Regions from separate parts of the Sus scrofa genome. Here all the other regions are linked to region 3. A link is a contact called in public Hi-C and HiChIP or PLAC-seq data. All regions are on one chromosome and are shown on one strand. The core of a region is the stretch at or near the end of the contact, and the rest is flanking DNA. Distances in the headings are between cores, read along the strand shown. Region 1 overlaps PRMT9 (putative protein arginine N-methyltransferase 9). Region 2 holds the start of ARHGAP10 (rho GTPase-activating protein 10). Region 3 overlaps ARHGAP10 (rho GTPase-activating protein 10).

Region 1 (2,700 bases), core at 191-2,690, 220 kb after region 3:
TGATTATTGTGATGTTGAGTGTCTTTTCATATACTTACTGGTCATTTGTGTATCTTCTTTGAAGAATTGTGTATTCAAGTCCATTGCCCATTTTTAAAATTTTTTTTAATTGTTGTTGAGTAATAGGAGTTCCTTATATATCCTGGGTATTAAACTCCTCATGAGGTGTATGATTTGCAAATATTTCTCACGTTTCACAAGTTGCCTTTTCACTCTGCTGTGTCTTTTCATATACAGATTTTTTTGGCCACCCTGTGGCATATGGAGTTTGGTGATCAGATCTGAGCTGTAGTAGTTGCAGCCTAAGCCATAGCTGCAGCAAAGCTGGATCCTTAACCCACTGTGCCAGGCTGGGGATTGAACCTGCATCCCAGTGCTCCAAAGATACTGCTGATCCCATTGTGCTACAGTGGGAACTCCCAGAAGTTTTAAAATTTGATGTCCCATTTGTCTATTTTTGCTTTTGATTCTTTTTTCTGCCTGGTCAAGTCTGCTGTTGAATCCCTGTAGTGAATTTTTCAATTCAGTTATATTCTTCAGCTCAGAATATCTTCTTGGTTCTTCTTCAGTTTCTGTCTCTTAGCTGATATTCTCCTTTTATTCATGCCTCATTTTCCTGATTTCATTTTTTCATGTTTTCTTATAAGAGTTATTTTAAATTCTCTGGTAATTTGTTTCTTTAGGGTCAGTTTCTGGAGATTTAATTTGTTGCTTTTATTGAGCCATGTTTTCCTGTTTCTTTGTGTGCCTTATCTTTTGCTAGAGCTTGGGCTTCAAAAAAAAAAAAAAAAAGGACAGTCATCTCTTCCATTCTTTACTCTCTGGCTATGCAGGCAGGACTTTTTTTTTTTTTCTGTCTGTGACCTGTATCACAGCTCACGGCAATGCCAGATCCTTAACCCACTGAGCGAGGCCAAGGATCGAACTTTCATCCTTATGGATACTAGTTGGATTTGTTTCCACTGCACCACAATGGGAACTCCCAGGGAGGACCTTTACCATTCAGCCTTGCTGTTGATTCTGGAGACCTCTCAAGCCTTTTCTGGGGATGCATCTTCTCTGGGTTTGTGTATCATCGCCTAGTGAAGAGGTTTGCCTGTTTCTCCTCAGGGGCTTCCCTTGGTGTCTGTCTGAAGTACTGTAGCGTTCCTGGTGCTGGAGCCAGTCATGGTGCTAGAGCTCACCCTAATGTCCACGTGTGGTACTGCAGACTCTAGTGCTTGAAAAGCCAAGGGATCTCCTTTGTTTTCAGGGGTCCCCAACCATTCCTGCACCACTTAGATTCAGGCAAGTCAGAAACCAGTCTCTTCAGCAGCCCCTTGAAAGGCTGGCATGTTGGATATAAGTTCCACTCTTCTCTTTCTCTCCCCAAGGAGAAGCCAGGAGTTGGAAATTTTCTCCTGATTGCAGTTGCTGTGCCTAGAGGAGGGGCTATGGCCAGTAGATGCCACAGATTTTCCCACTGTCCTACCTACCCGGTGTTCTCTTTGGCTGTGTGCTGGCCTTACATAGGTTTTCCAGTAACTCTGTGGAATAGAAGTGGTGGAAGTGGGTATCCTTGTCTTGTTCCTTATTTTAGAGGAAAAGCTTTCAAACAGGGATATTTTCTTTAAGTGGAACCTTGTAAAGGATTTTTAGAAAGGAGTTTTGATTATAAAAAAAATTAATCAGACAGTATGTTCTGGCCGAAATGATCAGTCATGTTAGTGCATTATGTACAGCTGCCTATAATTCCCCTTCCCAGTGTTTCTCAAGAGGGAGGGGTCCTCCTGGCAGTTTGTGTGGGACAGTTTTTTTGGGGGGTGGGGAGGGGACAGCTCTTATGTAGGGCTGTCCTGTGTGTTGCCACACAGGATGTGGCATCTCTGGGAAGTAAATGCTTAATAGCACCCATAATCATTGTTTTAGCCAGTATTCTTCCCTTCTCTCCAAACACCTCCTGGGTAACCGCAGAGAACCAGTGCTCCTTTGCTTTAGTCTAAGCTATTGCACTGTCTCTTTACCAGGTTCTCCTGGATGTTAGGCTTACCTGACATCTGAGGTCATCTGGGGTTATTCTGGGGTCAGAGGTATGAGGAGACTCTCACCTCGGCCTCTTATTGTTATCTTTAGCCTCATGACTGGTGAAAGCGGATGAAGTTAGGGAATGGGAGGATAGATTGTCTCTGGGCTAAGGAATAAAAGCATCTGTCTTACTAGTTACCAACCTTCCCAGAAAAAGGGAAGGAAAAAATAAGCTATTTTACAAACTTAAACTTTAGTCTCTAGTTACCTTTGTTGTTGTTTTGAAGTATTCATTCTTTTCTTTTCCTTTTTTTTTTTTTTTTTTGGCTTTTGTCTTTTTAGGGCTGCACCCATGGCATAGGGAGATTCCCAGGCTAGGGGTCTAATCTGAGCTGTAGCCACCAGCCTACACCGCAGCCACAGCAATGCCAGATCCGAGCTGGGTCTTTGACCTGCACCACAGCTCATGGCAATGCTAGATCCTTAACCCACTGAATGAGGCCAGGGATCGAACCCGCAACCTCATGGTTCCTAATCAGATTCGTTTCTGCTGCACCACGATGGGAACACCTGAAGTGTTCATTCTTAAGAGTTATTCATTCATACTAGATTAAAATGTAGGAGAAAATATAAAAGCTTAGTAACCTTTTTTTTTTCTTTTGGCTGTGCCCATGGCATGCAGAAATTCCTGGGCCA
Region 2 (2,700 bases), core at 12-2,511, 140 kb after region 3:
CCTCCCCATTTCCAGCCGCATCACCAACTCTGTTGGAGCGCGAATTTCAGGCCACCTCTCTCCTAGAAAAGCTCTTTTCGGATAATGTAGGTACATCTTAGCCCTCCTGGCCACTTCTGAGTTGTTCAAAAGAGAGAGAGGAGAAGAGAAAAGCAGCAAGCTGGCCGGGGTGGAATTCCCTATTTGCAGGCAGTGCTGGCTCCGGCCAGAGGGCAGGCTGTCTGCTCAGCCTCACAGCCCCAATCTTTGAACCCTTCTCAGCGCAGGAGGAGGGAAGGAATGCGCGGAAGGCAGCCACAACGCCAGGTGGACTTTCTGGTTTAGCTCAGTAAGGGACCCAGGCTGAGACTGTTGGAGGAGATCTGCAAATGGCACGGAAAGTGTACGGTTTAAGGGACTTGTGAACAATTCAACACCCAGCAGGTTTTCAAAGAATCCCCAGGCAAGTTCTTGGGAGAGGTCACAAGCCAAGAAACTCACGTTTCTGTTTCGGGCCAGACAGTGAGCAGCTCTAGGGGGCAACAGAACTTGCCCGCGGGCGGGTCCGGCGGGGAAAGCAGGCGCCGGAGCCCCGGGGCTGGCGGGCGGCGCGCTCGGACGCACAGCTCCCGGCTTCAGCCGCTGCGCAGGCGAGCAGGGCAGGAAAGGGGACTCGCCCTCGGCTGCCCGGAGAGCCCGGAAGGAACGATCCCGGGGCCTCCCGGTCCCCAATGAGTCTCCCGATCCTCCGGCAGCCGGCCCTCCGGCACGGGACTGTCGGTCTCCCTCCGGGAGAGGCTCCTCCTAACCACGCCGCGCCGCAGCCCGCCCGCGCCCGGGTTCCCTCTTACTTTTGGTCGCCGCGATGAGGTTCTTCCCGTCCTTGATGAGCTCTTTGATGAACTTGTTGGTCCTCTCCAGCTCTGCTTCGTGGGCGCGGATCCTCTCCCGGAACCACGGGCTGTCGAGGTAGCAGTCGCTGAACTCCAAAGGCTGCAGCCCCATGACGGCGGCGGTCCGCGCGCACAGCCAGCCGCCCGATCGCCCGCTCGCCGAGCGCACAGCCCAAGCCGGGCTCCGGGGCCACCACCAGGTGCGGGGCCGAGCGCGCAGGAAGCGCGGGAGAAGCTAGCAGTCCCGGGCGCGCGGCGAGAGCAGCGCCGGCATGTCCCGCGGAGGTGAGGCCGGCCGCACTGAGCTGCACCGCCGAGGGGAGCGAGAACCGGGCGCCGGGATCCCGGCAGCCTCTGCCAAAGCTCCGGCGCCGCGGCCCCGCCCCGCTCGGCCCCGCGCTGCACGCCCTCCCGGAGGCGCGAGCCCGCCCCGCCCGGGCGCCTCCCGGCCCGCCCCTCTCCGCGCTGGCCGAGCGCCCTCTTCTTTTTCCTCCGCCACCTTCTTCCTCCTCTCCCTTCCTTCCCTTCCTTCCCCACGACACTTCTTCCTACTCTTCCCCACGCGCAGTGGCCCCTCCTCTTCCTTCCGAGGCTCCCTCGGTTTAGAATTTCGCCCCGCGGCTCTCCTCCAGACCCGGGCGCCACGCCTTTTCTTCGGCCCCCCTCTTCGGGGTGACTCACTATCTGCTCCCCCCGATGCAGCTTGACCCAGACCGGGAAGGGACGTCTTCAGAGCATCTCTAATCCCGCTACCCGGCGACTTAACTCAGAGGTCCGGCTTGCTAGAGGACACAAATGAGTCCGATATCCCATCCATCCTGGAGTGGACCCTGAGTTGTGAACGGCTCTCTATTTCCCATTCTCCGTCCCCATCTAAAGTAAAATGCCTGCTAAATCTCCGCTTTAGATTGAAAGCTAAGGGCGGGGAGCTGCTCTTACACTCGTCTATGTCACCACACTGACGACTTAGGGGGAAGGAGAGGGTGTCTAAATCGTGTAAGAATTGTTTCTCTTGTATTCAGCGGATTAAATTCGCTTGAATAAGTAGAGTCGATCTTTATTATTCTAAAAATAACCACTGGAACGAAGATGCCAGGTTCGGGGTAGTTTTCAGGAGGTCGGGGATGATGGTCAAATGAGAATTTGTCAATGCCCCTAGAAAAGGATATTATTCCCTTTGTCCTAAAACAACTCAAATGTGTCCCCCAAATGTTGAGACATTTTAAATTATTGAAATCCTTACCTGAAAGAAACCAATTTTTCATTAGATTAACTTTTAATAAAAGCAGCTAACAGTTTATTAAGCAATTATTATGTGCCAGGCACACACTAGTGACTCCACATACATTTTTCTACAGGCTCACAACATATGTTTACATACATAGGTCCCCTAATGATGTTAATAGTACCGAGAGACCTCAAAGTGATTCTTTAAAAGGTTCAGACTGGGAACTGGGTAATTGAGCCTCTGGACAGCTTGTGCTAGGAGTGTAACCCTCAGGAAAAAGTTAACTAAGCCTCCTACTCGATAAGCTCTTTTGTTACAAAACAGCTCTGTGAGTGGCTAACCTACAGATAAACAGATAAACATTATTGCTTTTAATGTCCATCCTCTGGAGAGTTCAAAATGTTTTACTAATAATTTTTATGGTTGAAAAGCTTGGTTCCTGCTAAAAATCAGCAGGGGACTGGAGTCTACGGAGGAGAAAATATAAGAGGCAAATAAAAGGGTGAATGTAACAGTGAGGGCCTTGCAAAACCGCCAGACCCTGACAAGCAGAGAATCCTCCAAGCAAAATCCTAATCGTTCCTCGTAAAGTGGGGCTGC
Region 3 (2,700 bases), core at 30-2,529:
TGGGTTTTTGGGGGTGTTTTTTGTTTGTTTTTTTTTTGCTAAAACCCACAGTATGAAATACCCATTACATTTTGATTCACAAGATACCTATATTCACATATATATGAACATAAATAACTGAAGCTATCAGAGTATATCTTTATAAGCACAAACAAAAATCATGTGTTTCAAAAACAAGTATAAAGAAATGTCAGGGTAGCTCACAAAACAGTTTCAAATGTTCCACGTATGGCTCCTTAAGTTGCCTAAGTACTGTGAATAGTATTAAATAATTTGTTACCAATAATGGTTGAAGGTACCAAAGTCTGGATGGATGCCCTTGCAGAATAAAGGTCATCCCATAAACACTACTGCGGTCACATTCCAAAAGAATTTCTTTCAGAGGGATTTCTTTTTTCAAGGGTGGAGTCACAACTAGGATGGCAGAAATTGTACCTGTCTGCCAAGTCCTTGAGATGTCGCTGGGCCAAGAAGGCAGAGAACCACTCTTGAGAGGCGATTCTTGGCCTTCCCAGATCTCTAGGTCCCCTGTTTACAGTTTACGCCCCAAGGCCTCCAGCATCCATACATTAGATCTTGAAAGAAACACATTCCCATTCTATCACACAAAATTCAATGAGCAGAGCAACTTGCTATTATACTTACAGGTTCCACAAACTCAAACTTCTTCCTCTCTTGGATTTCCTGAAGCTTACACACATATTCAAGAGACAGTTCATAAAAGTGCTGCCGGTTCTGTTCCACTTGGATATCTGCCTATGTTAAAACAAGGAAGGGCAGTCCAATTAGAGGCAGTCAAAGTCTTTACCCAAGGTCTGCAAAAGCACAGTCCCTGCTGCCTGTCTTCCTAAATGAGGCTGTGCTGGACCACAGTCAGGTCTACTCATTTCTGTATCTTCTATGCTGCTTTCCTGCTACAACAGCTGAATTGAGTCATTGCAATAGGGAGCTTGTGGTCTGCAAAAGTCTGAAGTATTTACTCTCTGATTCCTTGCAGAACGAGCTGGCCGACCCCTGTTTTTGAGCTGAGATGGATCCCAAAAGTCTCAAGATCAGATAGTCATATCTTCATGAAAAACCTACCCCCAACCACAACCGACACCCAAGGTAGAGCCATCCACATAAAATCCAAGTTACAGAAACACTATTTCCATTAACTAATCCCCTGAGAATGAAGAGGCCTGGGAAAGAGGGGGGGACAAACTCCCGTCCCCTCAGCACTCATGAGTGAAGGCAGCAGGTGAGGAAGTGGCGGCCGTGGCACCATCTCAGGAACTTGGCTCTCTCGGGCAGGCCTGGGCTTGATGCCCACCTGCACGCAGTCACGCTCCTAAGCCCTCACCAGGTCCCGTCCCCTGGGAGGGCACAGGCAGCAGGTGGTCAGAAGACCATTCCAAAAAAGGTTCCAGCTTGTCTTCTCTAATGAGAAAGGAACTGGGAGAGGGGACGGCTCCACAGAAGAACAGCAGAGACACGGCTCGTCCTTGCCAACATTCTTCTAAGGCATCATGCATTTCCTAACTTGGCTAATTCTCCTTCTAAAAGTATTTATCTGGACATTTCTCCAAAGAGGCAAGAAGCCATGTCTAAACACATGGAAAGATGCTCAGCATCATCCATCATTTATGGAAATACAAATCAAAACCGCAACGTACCACCTTGCAAAAGATAAAATGAAATTAAAATTAAATAAAATTAACATAGGGAGTTCCCTTCGAGACTCAGCAGTTAACAAGCCCGACTAGGATCCATGAGGATTCGGGTTCGATCCCTGGCCTCGCTCAGTGGGTTAAGGATCCAGCGTTGCTGTGAGCTGTGGTGTAGGTCTCAGATGAGGCTCGGAACCTGCGTTGCTGTGGCTGTGACATAGGCTAACAGCTGCAGTTTTGATTCGACCCCTAGCCTGGGAACCTCCAAATGCCACAGGTATGGCCCTAAAATGCAAAAAATAAAAATAAAATAAATAAAATTAAAATTAAATGCAATTAAAATATAAAATACATAATAAAACAGAAAATAACAAAAAACAAACCTATCTTTAAAAGCCCCAGAAAATAACTAGTATTGGTAAAGATGTGGAGAAACTGGAAATTTGTGCACTGCTGGCGGGAATGTAAAATGATGCAGCTGCTATGGAAAACAGTACGGCAGTTCTCCAAAAAATTAAAAATAGAATTACCATATGATCCTGCAATTCCATTTCTGGGTGTGCACTCACAAGACCTGAAAGCGAAGGACTCACACCCACATTCACAGCAGCATTATTCACAGCAGCTAAACGGCAGAAGCAACCAAGTGTTCACTAACGGATGAAGAGATTAAAAAAGAAAAAACATGATCTGTACGTGTAATGGAATATCATTCAGCCACAGAATGGAAGGAAATTCTGGCACTTTCACCACATGGATGCACCCTGAGGACACTATACTATGTGAAATAAGCCAGTCACTAAAGGACAGATGCTGTATCGATTCCACTGACATAAGGTACCTGGAACAGTGAAATTCACAGAGACAGAAAGTAGAATGGTGGTTGTTGGGAGCTGGGACAAGAGGCTGAGAAGTTAGTGTGGAAGGGGTACAGAGTTTCAGTATCGCAAAATGAAAAATGGTCAGAGGTATGGTGGGGTTTGCCCTACAATGTAACTGGACTTAGTAACACCGAACTAACCGTATCCTTGAAAACGGTTAAAAGCACACA

What was found. A called contact is a pair of places that touch in the nucleus more often than the background predicts. HiChIP or PLAC-seq counts read pairs in DNA pulled down with a chosen protein or histone mark.
Region 1: a contact with region 3 is called in a Hi-C map of fetal skeletal muscle, with 4 times the contacts expected there. The contact joins two enhancer-like sites. A contact is called at or near these places in 2 of 5 promoter capture datasets (fetal liver and liver), 35 of 47 Hi-C or Micro-C datasets (adipocytes, adipose tissue, alveolar macrophages and 18 more) and 2 of 2 datasets of contacts at active chromatin or transcription factors (alveolar macrophages and skeletal muscle).
Region 2: an H3K27ac HiChIP or PLAC-seq map of skeletal muscle shows a contact between it and region 3. The contact joins the promoter of ARHGAP10 here to the enhancer-like site in region 3. A contact is called at or near these places in 1 of 5 promoter capture datasets (liver), 23 of 47 Hi-C or Micro-C datasets (adipose tissue, alveolar macrophages, blood and 14 more) and 2 of 2 datasets of contacts at active chromatin or transcription factors (alveolar macrophages and skeletal muscle).

What each region holds. Positions count from the first base shown.
Region 1 is chr8:81,102,136-81,104,835 of Sscrofa11.1, forward strand. All of the region lies in intron 9 of PRMT9 (putative protein arginine N-methyltransferase 9), which reads left to right. Among named protein-coding and RNA genes, the nearest start is that of PRMT9, 27 kb to the left of the region's middle. Within about 2 kb of position 1,441, at least 21 of the 83 cell types and tissues checked have an H3K27ac peak or open chromatin away from gene starts, as enhancers often do. A contact at or near this core is called in adipose tissue and fetal skeletal muscle, where this site is marked.
Region 2 is chr8:81,023,240-81,025,939 of Sscrofa11.1, forward strand. ARHGAP10 (rho GTPase-activating protein 10) reads right to left here and starts at 1,262. Exons shown (of 23, transcript XM_021100659.1): 1 at 831-1,262. The coding sequence starts at 984.
Region 3 is chr8:80,886,807-80,889,506 of Sscrofa11.1, forward strand. It overlaps ARHGAP10 (rho GTPase-activating protein 10), which reads right to left. Exons shown (of 23, transcript XM_021100659.1): 6 at 646-756. Among named protein-coding and RNA genes, the nearest start is that of ARHGAP10, 140 kb to the right of the region's middle. Within about 2 kb of position 1,280, at least 15 of the 83 cell types and tissues checked have an H3K27ac peak or open chromatin away from gene starts, as enhancers often do. A contact at or near this core is called in adipose tissue, fetal skeletal muscle, omental adipose tissue and 1 more, where this site is marked.